Linked DNA regions of Zea mays: region 2 is linked to region 1. The links are chromatin contacts, called in public Hi-C maps. All regions are on one chromosome and are shown on one strand. Each heading gives the region's core, a stretch centred on a gene start, on an enhancer-like site or on the middle of the called end of the contact. The rest is flanking DNA. Distances are from core to core; before and after follow the strand shown. Region 1 holds the start of LOC100279400 (Receptor homology region transmembrane domain- and RING domain-containing protein 2). Region 2 holds the start of LOC100283441 (organic anion transporter).

Evidence for each region. A called contact is a pair of places that touch in the nucleus more often than the background predicts.
Region 2: a contact with region 1 is called in a Hi-C map of leaf, with 8 times the contacts expected there. The contact joins the promoter of LOC100283441 here to the promoter of LOC100279400 in region 1. A contact is called at or near these places in 4 of 25 Hi-C or Micro-C datasets (ear, leaf and tassel).

Annotation. Positions count from the first base shown.
Region 1 is chr6:6,632,790-6,640,517 of Zm-B73-REFERENCE-NAM-5.0, reverse strand. It overlaps LOC100279400 (Receptor homology region transmembrane domain- and RING domain-containing protein 2), which reads right to left and starts at 2,835. Exons shown (of 5, transcript NM_001152412.1): 1 at 2,524-2,835; 2 at 1,774-1,996; 3 at 1,137-1,361; 4 at 446-850; 5 at 1-111. The coding sequence starts at 1,915.
Region 2 is chr6:6,838,061-6,845,788 of Zm-B73-REFERENCE-NAM-5.0, reverse strand. It overlaps LOC100283441 (organic anion transporter), which reads left to right and starts at 5,106. Exons shown (of 3, transcript NM_001156342.2): 1 at 5,106-5,568; 2 at 5,972-6,221; 3 at 6,304-7,130. The coding sequence starts at 5,458. The coding sequence ends at 6,944. LOC100383733 (RING/FYVE/PHD-type zinc finger family protein) reads left to right here and starts at 932. Exons shown (of 6, transcript NM_001176370.1): 1 at 932-1,276; 2 at 1,625-1,813; 3 at 1,932-2,246; 4 at 3,210-3,299; 5 at 3,422-3,466; 6 at 3,560-4,832. The coding sequence starts at 1,121. The coding sequence ends at 4,432. It overlaps TRNAR-UCU (transfer RNA arginine (anticodon UCU)), which reads right to left and starts at 7,465; the gene lies at 7,393-7,465.

The DNA.
Region 1 (7,728 bases), core at 1,586-4,085:
TCGACTCTGATACAGGGGGGTCTGGTGTTCCAGCATTCGCGTCCCGCTTGCATACGGGGCAGAATGTTCTCCAGGAGGTGAGCCATAGGTCCACACAGGCTGCGTGGAACTCTGCAGAGTGAAACAACCAAAGCCTCAGGTCATGAGTTATAAAGGATAGGGATTTCTAGTTATGTAGAAGAGAGATCCATGAGGATGCAGTTAGCAAGTATACCAAGGTGATGTTTTAAGTGCATGCACTCAACTAAAATTCAATGTACGCAACATCATTAAACCAGGAAGCAAAATAAAGTTGCTGAATGCGTGTGAAATCTTGTATGGTAATAATATACAATCAACCTGAAATCTCAAGCTAGCAAAAAAATACAGAACTATTCAGTTCAGATGAAATGAATAGACCACAAACTACCAAACCATCAGTTAAATAGATGTGAGAGAAACATACTGTGTCGACAAGGTAGAACCCTTAGCTTTTCTCCAGCACTGTAGTCTTCCAAGCAAATGGCGCATGTTGCTGATGTGCAGTCGTCTTCTTGCACTTTCGTGAAAATAAGACTTGGCATTGCTTTAACTAACCGGCTGTTCATTCCATGGAACTCCCGAGTTTGGGGAAGTCGAGCCCTGTCCCGTCTTATCTGGTGTCTCCTCGCAAAGAAACACGCGGCTAGGACAGCAGACATAACAAGCAGTGATATAAATGAAATTGCCATGATTGACCAAGCCGAGTTCGCGTATGTTGGTATTATCCACAACTCTGCGTCAGTTTGGCCTGAATATTTCTTCAGCTCCTCCCCTGACGCTTTAGAGACAAACACGGCATATATGTGGACTCCAGACGAGCTTCCAGCCACTGCAATAATCCTGGCTTAATTAATATTGCAAGTATATGCACTCACCAACTACTCTAAATGGTAAAAGTTTTACCATTGAGGTTTGATAACTTCAGTTCTCTACCTTTCAGTTTCAATGGAACCGATATAATAGTTTAGAGCTGCTTTACAAATTTATTTTTCCTCTTAACAGTTTAATCAGAATTATGGACAAGAAATAATCAAATGCTTGTAGCCGCGTACTGATAAAGAATTGCATGTAACTGATGCTATGGTAAAAAAAAGAAATGATGTCTGGATCATTACTTGAAACAAGGACACCGTTGTCTTCAGTATCATATACTACAGCAGCCTTGAATCCAGCATTCTGAGCATTTCTAACTTTGTCATCGAAATGGCAACCGCCTCTTATAACCAACGCAAATGGTGAGACAGAGCCTCCTATCGCTTTTGTTTTCAATGGACTGCATGCATCCATAGGTTCCACAGCATAAAGGACACCATTTACACCTGAACCTTTCACTGCTGGAGCTGCAGGAAGAAAAAAAAAAGAATCATAAAGATCCACGAATGATGCCATCTAACTAGCTGGGCTAAAGGAAATAAAAAAAGAAATCAACCCATTATTCACCAATCGCGAAGAACAGGACAATTTACCATTAAAGAAAACATAACATAACAACAACAGCTAATCAAGAATGCACTGGTGTGTCTGATTGAACTACGTGTTTGTTATACGGTTTTTCTTCTTCTTAATAATATAATGATAGGCAACTCACTTGTGTGTTTGAGAAAAACCACAGCTAACTAGCTTTGCTTGTGTTGCCATTAGAATATCAAATTGCTATTGAGATGTACAGAGATACATGGAGATAGTGTAATAATGTGTAGCACACACTAAAAGTTGCCTCATGGAGACAGTGTAATAATGTGTAGCACTCACTAAAAATTGCCTCGACGTCGTCGAACGACAGGGTAGTGTTGTTCGCCATGAGTACAACATTGGAAGCTCCCAGCTGAGCCATGAGGCAGATCATCAGAAAGGAACGAAGGGGAAATGACATCCTTCCTCTTGGAGATGCCATGTCGACAGAACTCTGCTCCTTGGGTCCAGCAATTGAACAAAAGGCACTAATGAGGTCGAAAGCACCAATCACCTAAAACACCTGCAATCATATATTAGTAAAGTTAACAACATTGATTGAAATGGAAAAGCAGGAGCGACGCAACTTCACATAACACGAACAGTCTGTACAGTGTATTGTATGATTGTATCACCACTGAAGATAGTAGAGGCCTAGAATAACAAGATCACAATTCACAGGCCAAAGTCATATTTTTCTTTTCACAGCCTGCTTTCAGAAAGCAGCAGGAGGTATTTGTTTTCCACGGTCATGGGAAAAGAGCACTCACATGATCCATCTAGAATTCGCCGAAATCCAGGGTCTTGTACACGGGTACGAAAAGTGCATTGGACTGGTTAGAAGATGTCAATTTGAGCACGAAATCGCCCAAAAAGAAAAAGAAAAACCCTGTGAAAGAGGCATCAGTCCCGCCCAAAATTCCGCGGAGCAATCCCACATCGAATCGGGTGAGGACGGCGTCTCCCACATCAACACATAGCAGTAAAAAAACAACAAATCTTTGCAGATTGCGTTAGAACGAACGCGCCGGCGAGGAGAAAAGGCCGCACCTTTTGAACGATTTGATCTTGCCGGCAGCAGCGTCAGCAGCAGCAGGGAGGTGAGACGAGGATGAAGATGAGTCGGCGCAGGAGAGAGAGAGAGAGAGAGAGAGAGAGGAGACTAGAAGTCTAGAACTAGGAGGAATTAGCGGGTGGTTGAGGCGGATCGAGTGCGGATGGAAACGTCGGCTGCCATGAGAAAATTTTGCAGAGGAATTGGAGTGGCAAGGGGAGGAGGATAGGGGAGGGGGGAGGGCCTTATGGAATTCCGCCCGCAGAAATCAGAACGGGAGGTGGTTTGCAATGGAACGAAGCCATCAGAGCTGAATGAAAGAATCTATGGTTTGATCTCACGGAATATATAAATACACTGATGGCTACACTAATATAAATAATATCACTGATATAAATAATATAGTACTTATAGAGGCCTACCGGCCTTATAGAGGCCTACCGAGGCCGGGCTCGAGCAAGGTGGAAGTTCGCCCGAGACCATGACCGAGTCCGCTCAAGGATTCGTAGACGTGCGCGACACAGTTGAAGGAGTAGTCTCCTACGGGATTCGTATGGAGCAGGTAGTCGAGACCGGGCTCGGACGAGCCAGAGTTTGTCCCAAGGTTGAGTCCGACTTTGGGCGAGGCAGAGCTAGCGCCCGAGGACCAGCTCTCACTTTTGTCGTATGTGTGTCCCATTAGGAGTTAGCAGGTAGCGTAGGGGAACAGTGGCCTCATGCATCATCGTAGTTGGTGAAGTCCGACAGGACCGCGGTCTTGTCTCTCATGTTCACCTGCGATGTTACGTGAGGTAGGTATATGCATTGAATGCTTATGTCTCCTGCGGCCTTCGACTCAGACCAGCCTTGGGGTTGTCCTCCTTGCTCGAGACGGGCTCGGGGCGAGGAGACAACAGTTCCAGGGAGAGGGGACCTCAGCAGAGGCGAGGATTCTCCCGAGTATGTACCATGTCCGAGGCAGGCTCGGGTGAAGCGGAGTTATGGGTGACCGTCGGGAGGTGCTTTGGGCGAAGCGTGTTTTATACTCTATTGACCTCGAGGAATGCGTCTGATGTTGGTCTTGGGGTTAAGCTTGTTTTAGGGGCGTAATACAGGTACCCCTAATTACGATACTGAGAGCACCTAGAGGGGGTGAATAGGTGATCCTGTAAAATTCAACACTAATAGTCACGAAACTTAGTTATAAAAGTTAGAACGACTAAGTAGCTTGAAACGAGCTCTTGTGAACAGACAATCAAAGAGAAAGCACACAAGAGACACGTGATTTTATCCCGTGGTTCGGCCAAGTAACACTTGCCTCCTTCCACGTTGTGGCGTCCCAATGGACGAGGATTGCACTCAACCCCTTTCAAGTGATCCGATGATCAACTTGAATACCATGATTTTTCCTTTCTTAGTCTTTCTCCCGTTTGTGAGGTATCTCCACAACTTGGAGCCTCTCGCCCTTACAATGATGATCACAAAAGAAGCACAGAAGTAAGGGAGGGGAGAGCAACACACACAAGACTCAAATCACAGCACAATCACGCACACAAGTCACAACTTGAGCTCAAAACACAACCCACGGAGTTCACAACTCAAATGGAGCTCAAGTCACTATCTCAAAGAATCAAATGCGCGAAGTTGGAGTCTTGAAGTCTTAGAATGTTTCTTGTAAGCTTGGGTGACTCCTCCATACGCCTAGGGGTCCCTTTTATAGCCCCAAGGCAGCTAGGAGCCGTTGGAGGCCAACAAGGAAGGTCATCCTTGCCTTCTGTCGGGTGGCACACCGGACAGTCCGGTGCACCACTGGACAGTCACTGTAGACGGTCCGGTGCACCACCGGACAATCACTGTAGACGGTCTGGTGCCGATCTCTTTCCTATTCTAGCGCAGATGACCGTTGAACCTTCAGGCCAGTTGGCGCACCGGACAGTCCGGTGCCCCCTGCCGACCGTTGGCACGGGCCACGCGTCGCCCGTGGATTGCGCGGCCGACCGTTGCGCTGGTGACCGTTGGCTCACCGGACAGTCCGGTGCACCACCGGACAGTCCGATGAATTATAGCCGTACGCCACCGATTTTTTCCGAGAGTGGCCTGTTCACCGGAGGTTGGCCTGGCGCACCGGACAGTCCGATGTGCCAAGCCGAGCTGGACTTCGCTGCACCCAGCCATGTCTTTTGCAATTCTTTTCTTTTCTTCTTTTCTCTATTTCTAGCACTTTAGACAATATATGTTAGTACTCAACACAATGTACTAAGTCTAGAAATGTACCTTGTTACATGATTTGCACTTCTTGCCTGTTTGGCACATAATCGACTCACTTAATATGTGTTGGACACTTAATCACCAAAACATTATAGAAATGGCCCAAGGGCACATTTCCCTTTCAATCTCCCCCTTTTTGGTGATTTATGCCAACACATCAAGAAGCAACAAAAATAAGTGCAACATCGATGCAAATAAGGACCAAATTGTTTTTTACTCTAATTTGGCATATTTGGATCATTCTTTGCCACCACTTGGTTTGTTTTTGCAAATCAAATTCATTTTCCTATCTCTAAGTCAAACTCACTTGTTTGGGCATAAAGAGAGATATTCCAAGAGTGAAATTGATTAAGATCCAAAACTCCCCCTTTTTCCCATAATCATAAATTCTCCCCACAAGAGACCAATTTTTGCAATAAGAGTATTTTGACAAATTAAAAAGTTCTAACTCTATTGTTTTCAAAATTCACAAGTGGTAGCTGATCCATTTGCTTTAGCCTTAATTTCCCCCCCTTTGGCATTAAGCACCAAAACAGGATCATTATTGGCCCTTTAACCCCATTGCCTTACCAAAATTGTCAATTAAGAGCAAAAAAGGCAATAAGAGCATAAGAATGAACTTGGAGGTGAGTACACTAATACCGGAGTGCAGTGGAAGTCTTTGCATGGTTCAAGTTCACCTTTCCCTTTCAATGCACCTTTGAGACTACATCAAGGAACTCAAACACAAGGGTTAGTCTCAAAGGGTCAAGTTGTAGTACTTCTCTCTCTAAATATGTGCATCATTCACACATGGACTTGTGAGGTCCGGGGATCCCTTGCACAACTTGAGCACCATAAATAAGCAACAAATTACATAAATGCAAGAAGTAACATGATCAAAGCCATAAAACACATGTATGCTATAGATCAATCCAAGTTACGCGAATCTAAGACATTTAGCTCACTACGCAACCTGCAAAAGGTTTTCTCATCTAATGGCTTGGTAAAGATATCGGCTAGCTGGTTCTCGGTGTTAATATGGTACACCTCGATATTTCCCTTTTGCTGGTGGTCCCTCAGAAAGTGATGCCGGATGTCTATGTGCTTAGTGCGACTGTGTTCAATAGGATTGTCCGTCATGCGGATTGCACTCTCATTGTCACATAGGAGTGGGACTTTGCTCAGATTGTAGCCAAAGTCCTGGAGGGTTTGCCTCATCCAAAGTAGTTGCGTGCAACACTGTCCTGCAGCAACATACTCGGCCTCAACGGTGGATAGGGCAATGGAGGTTTGTTTCTTTGAACTCCAAGACACCAGGGACCTTCCTAGGAATTGGCACGTCCTTGATGTACTCTTCCTATCAACCTTGCATCCAGCATAGTCGGAGTCTGAGTATCCAATCAAGTCAAAGGTAGACCCCTTTGGATACCAGATCCCGAAGCAAGGCGTAGAAACTAAATATCTAAGAATCTGCTTAACGACCATAAGGTGACATTCCCTTGGGTCGGATTGATATCTAGCACACATGCATACGCTAAGCATAATATCCGGTCTACTAGCACATAAATAAAGTAATGACCCTATCATAGACCGGTATGCCTTTTGATCAACAGACTTACCTCCTTTGTTGAGGTCGACATGTTCGTCGGTTCCCATAGGTGTCTTCATGGGCTTGGCGTCCTTCATCCCAAACCACTTGAGAAGATCTTGAGTGTACTTCGTTTGGGAGATGAAGGTGTCGTCCTTGAGTTGCTTCACTTGGAACCCAAGGAAGTAGTTCAACTCGCCCATCATTGACATCTCAAACTTTTGAGTCATCACCCTGCTAAACTCCTCACAAGACTTTTGGTTAGTAAAACCAAATATTATGTCATCGACATAAATTTGGCACATAAAAAGATCACCGTCACAAGTCTTAGTGAAAAGAGTGGGATCGGCTTTCCCAACCTTGAAAGAATCGGCAATTAAGAAATCTCTAAGGCATTCATACCATGATCTTGGGGCTTGCTTAAGTCCATAGAGAGCCTTAGAGAGCTTAAACACATGGTCGGGGTACCTGTCATCCTCAAAGCCAGGGGGTTGTTCCACATACACCTTGAAAAGGAAATAGGCTCACACCTTTTCCGAAATGATTTTGGTGGTTGAATTGCCCAACACAAATAATTGGACTTGAAAGTCACCTAGAGGGGGGATGAATAGGGCGAAACTGGAATTTACAAAGTTAATCACAACTACAAGCCGGGTTAGCGTTAGAAATATAATCAAGTCCGCGAGAGAGGGTGCAAAACAAATCGCAAGCAAATAAGGAGTGTGACACGAGAATTTGTTTTACCGAGGTTCGGTTCTCGTAAACCTACTCCCCGTTGAGGAGGCCACAAAGGCCGGGTCTTTTTCAACCCCTTCCCTCTCTCAAACGGTCCCTCGGACCGAGTGAGCTTTCTCTTCTCAAATCAACCGGGAAAAAACTTCCCCGCAAGGACCACCACACAATTGGTGTCTCTTGCCTTGGTTACAAGTGAGTGTTGATCACAAGAAGGAATGAGAAAGAAGAAAGCAATCCAAGCGCAAGAGCTCAAAAGAACACAACAAATCACTCTCTCTGGTCACTCATGCTTTTGTGGAATTGGGAGAGGATTTGATCACTTGGGTGTGTCTTGTATTGAATGCCTAGCTCTTGTAAGTGGTTGGAAGGTGGAAAACTTGGATGACTTGAATGTGGGGTGGTTGGGGGTATTTATAGCCCTAACCACCAAACTAGCCGTTTGGTGGAGGTTGTCTGTCGCATGGTGCACCAGACAGTCCGGTGCACACCGGACAGTGTCCGGTGCGCCAGCAACGTCACCAGGCCGTTGGGTTCCGACCGTTGGAGCTCTGACTGCTGGGCCCGCCTGGATGTCTGGTGTCGCACCGGACATGTACTGTAGAGTGTCCGATGCGCCAGTTCGCGAGTGCCTGACTTCTGCGCGCTCTGG
Region 2 (7,728 bases), core at 3,857-6,356, 200 kb before region 1:
TGACAACAAAGGTTGATCTGCCATCAGTGATGGTATATGTCGTTCATACAAACCTTAATCCAATGGCAGTAGAGCGTCAACGAACCTCAATTCAATGACATCGAAGCTTGATTCGATATCAATAAACCTTAGGCCATGTTACAAACATCTAAAACTAATAGTTAGCATCTAAAATTAGCTAAGAGGTTTAGAACAGTTCAGCTAATAGACCAAATAATTGTTAGCTATGCCCCTTAACAATTTAGTAGGTGGCTCACAATTAGTTCTAGAGGTTTGGAACCAGGCCTTATTCGACGACTTGCCCTGTTCGTTTGAGCTGCAACTTTTCTGCTGTTGCTGAGCTTTTGATTCTGAGAAGCCAATGATAGCTTTTCAGATTTATTATTAGATTCCTAAACTCAACAAGCGACAAGAAGCCCATAAAACCACACTTCTCGGCTTTCCATATAAACTCAACTTTCCTAAGTTTATAGTTTTCCGAAAGCTAAATAAAAAGGTTAGCTGTTTGTTTCAGCTTCTGACATTTTATAATGACAAGCCAGTGAGAAAATCAAATAAACTTGGCCTAAGATTTTAGAAAAGAGGAGGAAAAGTTCTCCAACAAATTTAACCTAGTTGTGTCATGAGTGATGACAAGATGAAGAGGTAGGGGTGCTAACGAGTTCTAAATTTCACACTATAAAATTTAAGAATCAAATTGAATTAGGATCATGTTTTATTTTTATTTATTTTTAAACTAAATAAAATTATTTAAGATCACTAATTTATTGTAAAGAAATATTTGAATAGAAGGTAAGAGTGGCATGAGGATGGGTAGATAGCCTTACCCCAAAAAGGAGGTCAAAGGACAATGCTTTGGGCCCTCGCTGGTTTCCCCCGCTCCTCCAATTTGGACAGCCGCTTCGGCTTCGCTTCATCCTCCCCCCTCCCACCCCAACTCCTCGTCCCGCTCCGGCGTGCGTTTCCTTTCCCGGCTTGGGTTGCCCACCGAGATCACCCCCCTCAAACCCTAGCCCCTCTTCTCCTCCTCTGACCATCTCCTCCTCCTCGCGCTTCGCCTTCCCAATCTCGCTGCCGTTTCTTGGGCCTGGGACTCGCGCTCTGCTATCTGTGTCCGCGTATGGCCTGCGACGGCGCCGCCAGAGGCCGCCCTCCCAAGCGCCCCGCTTCGGGAGGCCTGGCCCAGCCCAACGTCGTCACCTACAAGAGACGCCGCCGCGGCACCGGCGCCAACGCCGGCCACAGCGCCGTCACGTCTGGCCCCGACCCCGCTGAAGTACGCATTCCCCCCGCCAAACCCTAGCACCCCCATCCCCCAGCTTGCCGTTCTTTACTATGACGGCGACATGGGTTTTACTAGAGCGAGCGTATCTCCAGCCTTGTTGTGCCTTCAGTTACTTGTAGATTTCGTTCATATGCGGCCAGATTTCGGTTCCGTCTTGCGAAGATTCCCTTTGTGTCTCGCAACGTTTGCTCTCGAGTCTAGGGTGTCTTGTAATGCCGCCACTCGTCTTCTTGGGCGTGCATGCGTCTTCTTGGGTGCAGAGTTATCGGTAAGTCATGGCTCTTGCTTTTCACGAGATTTGACATTTTATTCCCCTGTTTTGTCCCTGAGCGTAATCAGATGAGCGCGGTGGTGCACGCCATCGATTCCCAGCAAGGTGGGCGCCAAACGCTGGGCAGGCACTGGAGAAACTGGAGGGACACGCTGGAGGGCGTCCTACAATCCACTGCTGGGAAGCAGGGCTCCGGAGGGATTCAGAGCTGCATCCGAGCTGCGCTCAGATTTAGTGGTTGCCCTCCCACAGAACATGTGAGTAATCCATCCAGTCCTTCAGGTTGAACATAACCTGTGCATGTCCACCTCGCGTAATGGTACCTTTTCACTTTACCGTAACAAAAGGTTCTAATTTGTTTTCTGGATTTACCAGGGGAACTTAGCTCACGACGGAGGAGCAGGCAGAGATGACCCTGTTGGAGCTGTACATTCTGAAGAGAATAGTGGTGCCTTGGTTCAGTTAGAAGACGGAACAGCTGCACCTTTGGAAGCCAACAAAACGATGTGCCATAATGCTCTCTTTGACATTCTGATCTCCGAGAAGTTTGCGATGCTGTGTGATCTGCTAGCTGCAACATTCCATGTCAGTAAGCCTGACGATGTGATTGGTTTGCAAATAATTGATGCCAAGATGAGAAATGGGGATTATGCACAGAACCATGCGCTGCTTGACCATGATATCAAGCAGGTACATGTTTGTTTGTTTCACTTATTTCTTCCTTTTCCCCTGTGCTCTTTTCTCTGATATAGATAAAGGTATAGATGTGGTTCTACTTGAGAACCTACAGTATGTTCTTTCGATGCTCAAATTTTGAAAATGTTCCCTTTTGCCTGTTTGTTTGACCACATAGATCCAAAAGGCAATATGGTTAGGAATGATTCTTCCTGTGTCTGTTTCGGTCTCTTTCTCTATCGCATTGGTTGGCCCTTGCAAATTTTTCTAATAGCCATCCAAATTCCAAACATCAGAATCTTTTTCCTACACCACTGTAGCCGGAATAGGTATGTTCAATCAAAAGGGCATATATGCAACATCATAGCCATGTTTCTCTACTGGGTGGGAGTCAATCTGAGATCTAGTGCCTCCTTTTCCAACAAAGGACATCTTAGCTGTTTCTCCTGTGAAGGGATCAACTGCCTTGGTCTTCATGAGTCTGTGCTCTGTTCTTCTCCACCCATGTCATCCGCTGCACTCGGCCTCACCTTGCTGACTCCTTTGAGCTTCTATCTTGAAGTGGGTTACAAGGCAATGGCAATCATGAATGTACATAAGTCGGGCATGGCTTGCATCACGCTGCCATACACAACTACTCCATAAGTATGCTTCAATCCGTGTATTGTGAGGAGGCATTTTTTTACCTTGTTCACTGCTGTTCTTAAATGAAAGCAGGCAAAAACAGGAAAGTTATCTTAATATTTTTTTGGGACCAAGGGATAAGCAATTAGATTTGGTTAATGTGTTAGTACCTTCTATATATCTCAATGGCCAAAGTGGTCCTCTGATATTTTTTTTTTCCATTTTTCTCTCATCTGCATTTTTTGTTTGCTGTTTTTCATGTACCAAACACCCCCAGAAGTTACCGTAAACATACAGTTGAAAACACACCACCAATGCTGTTTGTTTCTTTATGTATATTGGTTTATTATCCAGATATGGAAGAAGTTTGAACACGTTGGCCAAGAAATGGCTGGTCTGGCAAGCAGTCTCTCAGTGATTTCACAAGCTTCTCACCAAAAGCAGGTAACCTGAGGTCTCTGTTGCCATAATTTATGGTTATAGCCATATATTTTGATTCATGGCATTGTATTTTTGAAATCATTTCGCTTATGCTGGTCGTTTACTTATGGAAATATTCTTTGTAGGCTTCTGGTGTTTCAGAAATTGATGTGGCTGAACACAAGATAGAAGTGAGTTGCATTGCTATGCACATGTCTGCTGACCATTGTTTTGTTGTTAGGATTTGTGTTACCCCATTCATTACTAACTGCACCATTTATTAGGAAACAAGCCTGGTTGGTGTTGCCCGCAAAGCCCTAAGGGAGTTGACTCCCCAGTGCGATTCTGGCTATTCTACGATACCAAAACGAGCTGGGAGGTCTGGATCGGATGGAATTTGCAAGGATTGTGGCAGAAAGGCAGACAGCAAAGGAAGAATTATCTGTGACAGATGTGAAGCTGCGTACCATGTTTCGTGTCTGAAGCTTGCCATCGATGAAGAGGCCCCAGCAAAATGGTACTGTCCCAGCTGCGTTGAGCCAGACGTAGCTTTGAAGCATAAAAACCATGGCAGGTCACATGAAGGCTGTGATGTATGCGAGTGGCTCGTGGTGAAGCCAGAAGAGCCTGCTGAAGATGTTAGCGAGCCTGAACTGGCGGTCAAAACGCAGGAGAGCTCAGTGTCAAGCATGGGCGAAGACAGCGAACCAGACCTCTCAACGACTGCTCTAGCGAACTTGTGCAAGAACTGTGGCACATGCGAAGACGAGGACAGGAAGTTCATGGTATGCGGGCATGGTTTATGTTCTTTCAAGTTCTACCATGTCCTGTGCCTGAAAGAGAGACAGATTGCAAGCGAGAAGCAGAAGAATCTAAAGTGCTGGTACTGCCCGTCTTGCCTGTGCAGACGGTGCTTCAAGGACAAGGATGATGAGAAAATAGTACTGTGCGATGGCTGCGACGAGGCTTATCACATCTACTGCATGGACCCGCCGTGCGAGTCTGTCCCGAGAGGTAAATGGTTCTGCACGCGGTGTAGCGCGCGGAGGTCAGTGCAAGGGATGCAGAGGTATGAGAAGTCGATCCTGGAGAAAGTCAAGCGTGCTCCTGGTGCCAATGGGCCGAAGGTGCAGGCATCTGCTGGTCCAGAAAAATAGGCAGCAGTGTGGATGATGTTTCACAGGCCATACTAGGGTAGAAGAAAGGGAAGGATACTTTTGTTCCTCTGAGGGAGGGGGTATACATTGCTCTGGTAGCTTTGAAGAATCGATGGATGGGTTGTGTATACGTGGGGGGAAGGAAGATGCCCCGTTGGCTGCTGATGTTGATTCACTGTGCTGCCATTTCGTTTTTGGAATTCTTGAGTGTCGCTCGGCTTGTTGTTGTGCTGTTATGTTGTGTCTGATGGTAAGTGGCATCGCTTATCGATGATATGTACATGCCTGTAACTCGTTTTCTTTTATTTGTTGGACATTGTGTGTGTGTGTGTGTGTGTTTGAATTGTGATGACCTAGAGAACGCTGGTGTCAATCAATGCAGCGTACCTTGTTTGCGCCTAAATTTGGTAGACAAAAGAGGAGATTACCTTCGTAGCATGTGTACCCTGCATGTGGAAGGCAAACCTATCAATAATTCCTTGTATGAATTTGACATAGATTATTACAAACTGTCATTTGAGTATTATTATTATTTTGATAGAAAACAGTCGTGGAGCAGCAAAGGCGAAGGGTGGGGCAGAGAAGGCACACGCAACGCGTGGCAAACTCTCTCTCTCTCTCTCTGCACTTGCACCAGCCTCGACTTTTGTGTCCTCACGCCAGCTGAATTCCCAACCTAACAGAAGCAACCGAATATCCCCTCGCCTTTCAACTCGTCTTCCTCCTCATGTCGTCGCCTCCTATCCCTCTATATCTTCTATTCTAAGCCACCTCGATCGGACCCTAGATAGATGCAAGAAAAGAAAAGAGAAGAGCCTCTGTGGATAGTGGTGGGTGCTGGATCACTGGGCGGAGCAGCTTCTCATATCGGATCGATCGATTAATTAATATATACTATAAACATACAATCAATTACATACATATACGCCAAGAGAAGAGGAACGCCGGCCCGTTTCACTTGTCTCCTTCCTCCGATCCCTCCCGGCGGCCGGCCGGGCTCGGGCGTTTTTCCCCTTTTGTTTCCCATGGAGGACGCCAAGATGGGGAACGGCGCCACCATCCGCGCGGTGCTCGCCATCCTCCAGTGGTGGGGATTCAACGTCACCGTCATCATCATCAACAAGTGGATCTTCCAGGTCCCGTCCCTCGCGCTTGCTCTTGTTTAAATCCTGGTCTTCTTTTTTTGTTTCAATTCAATTTCCAGAGATGGCCATGTATGTAGTTATATATATATTCATTCAAGGGGATTTAGGGGTGGATCCGTCAGGACAACCAAGAGATTTCGTCTCTTTTTAGTTCTTGCCTTCATCCAATCGTTCGATAGGTGCAGATTAATCGCCCCCATGATGTTGTCGTCTTTTTCTTCAGTGATTTGGTAGGAACATAAAGGAATCATCCTTTTTTTTTTGTCCGACTGAAAAGAAAATTACTTACTTGAACCGGTGGTGGTTCGTAGATTGGATTTCCAGATTTAATTGTAATCATGGTAAGAAGAGCCTGTTCTTATCCTGTGACGCTGACTCTGTGTGGGGTTGTCAGAAACTGGAGTTCAAGTTCCCCCTGACGGTGTCGTGCGTCCACTTCATATGTTCCTCCATCGGAGCCTACATCGCGATCAAAGTCCTGAGAACGAAGCCGCTGATCGAGGTGGCCTCGGAGGACCGGTGGAGGAGGATATTCCCCATGTCGTTGGTGTTCTGCGTCAACATCGTGCTGGGGAACGTGAGCCTGAGGTACATACCAGTGTCATTCATGCAGACGATCAAGTCGTTCACTCCGGCAACGACAGGTCAGTTAATTGGTTTTGTCTTTTCGATCCACCATTGAGACTGATAACGATCATTCACCAGCTCATTTGTCTGTCTTTCCAGTGGTTCTTCAGTGGCTGGTTTGGAGGAAATACTTTGAGTGGCGCATCTGGGCGTCCTTGGTGCCCATCGTTGGAGGAATCCTTGTCACCTCCGTGACGGAGCTGAGCTTCAACACGGCTGGCTTCTGCGCCGCGCTGGTGGGGTGCCTGGCCACGTCCACCAAGACCATCCTGGCAGAGTCGCTGCTCCACGGCTACAAGTTCGACAGCATCAACACGGTGTACTACATGGCTCCGCTGGCCACGCTGATCCTGTCGGTGCCGGCCGTGGCGCTGGAGGGCGGCGCCGTGCTGGGGTGGCTGCGGACGCACGAGTCCGTGGGACCGGCGCTGGCGGTCGTCGTCACCTCCGGGGTGCTGGCCTTCTGCCTCAACTTCTCCATCTTCTACGTCATCCACTCCACGACGGCAGTCACCTTCAACGTGGCCGGCAACCTCAAGGTGGCCGTGGCGGTGCTGGCGTCCTGGATGGTGTTCCGGAACCCCATCTCCGCCATGAACGCACTCGGCTGCGGCGTCACGCTCGTCGGATGCACCTTCTACGGCTACGTCAGGCACCGACTCTCGCAGAACCAGGCGCCCAGAGCCCGCTTGGAGATGCTGCCGCTCACCGCCGTCGACAAGCAAGGCGACAAGATATAAAAAGTCTTTTCGAATAAACCATCTGATTCTTTCTGATCCACCTAGCCTAACCGCCGATCGAGAATGCATCCACCATCAGAGATGACAGGAAATTATTTTTTGTTGGCAGCCAGATTTTGATAATGAGTCAGTTCAGTTGTTGCTTAAAGAGAAATGTCATGAGGTCTATAAAGTCTTTTGGAATGATAAATCTTGTTGTCTTGGTTAAAGAGAACTTAGAGAAGAAGATGAAAAAAAAAATTAAAAACTTTTGCAAACACGCTCATCCACCATCAGAGATGACAGGAAATTATTTTTTGTTGGCAGCCAGATTTTGATAATGAGTCAGTTCAGTTGTTGCTTAAAGAGAAATGTCATCAGGTCTATAAAGTCTTTTGGAATGATAAATCTTGTTGTCTTGGTTAAAGAGAACTTAGAGAAGAAAATAAAAAAAATTAAAAAAATCACACACGCTCGGTGGGACTCGAACCCACAATCCTTTGATTAGAAGTCAAATGCCTTATCCATTAGGCCACGAGCGCTTGTGTGGTGGAGCAGCTTATGTATTTTCTATGACGTTTGTTTTGTTTGCTAAGACAGCACAACATGCCGATGAGCTAGATATGATGAGATGGGATGCCTTCTGCTTGCCTGGCTCGCCCGGCCATCAAACGAAAAGAAACGAGGCAGCTAGCTAGATCCTGCAAAAAGCGTGCCAACTTTGCAGTTGCAGTGCCGCCGCCCCTGCATTTCTCATGCATAGTCTTTCTTCGTATAGATAGAGGAGCTAGCGAGCGAGTGAGAG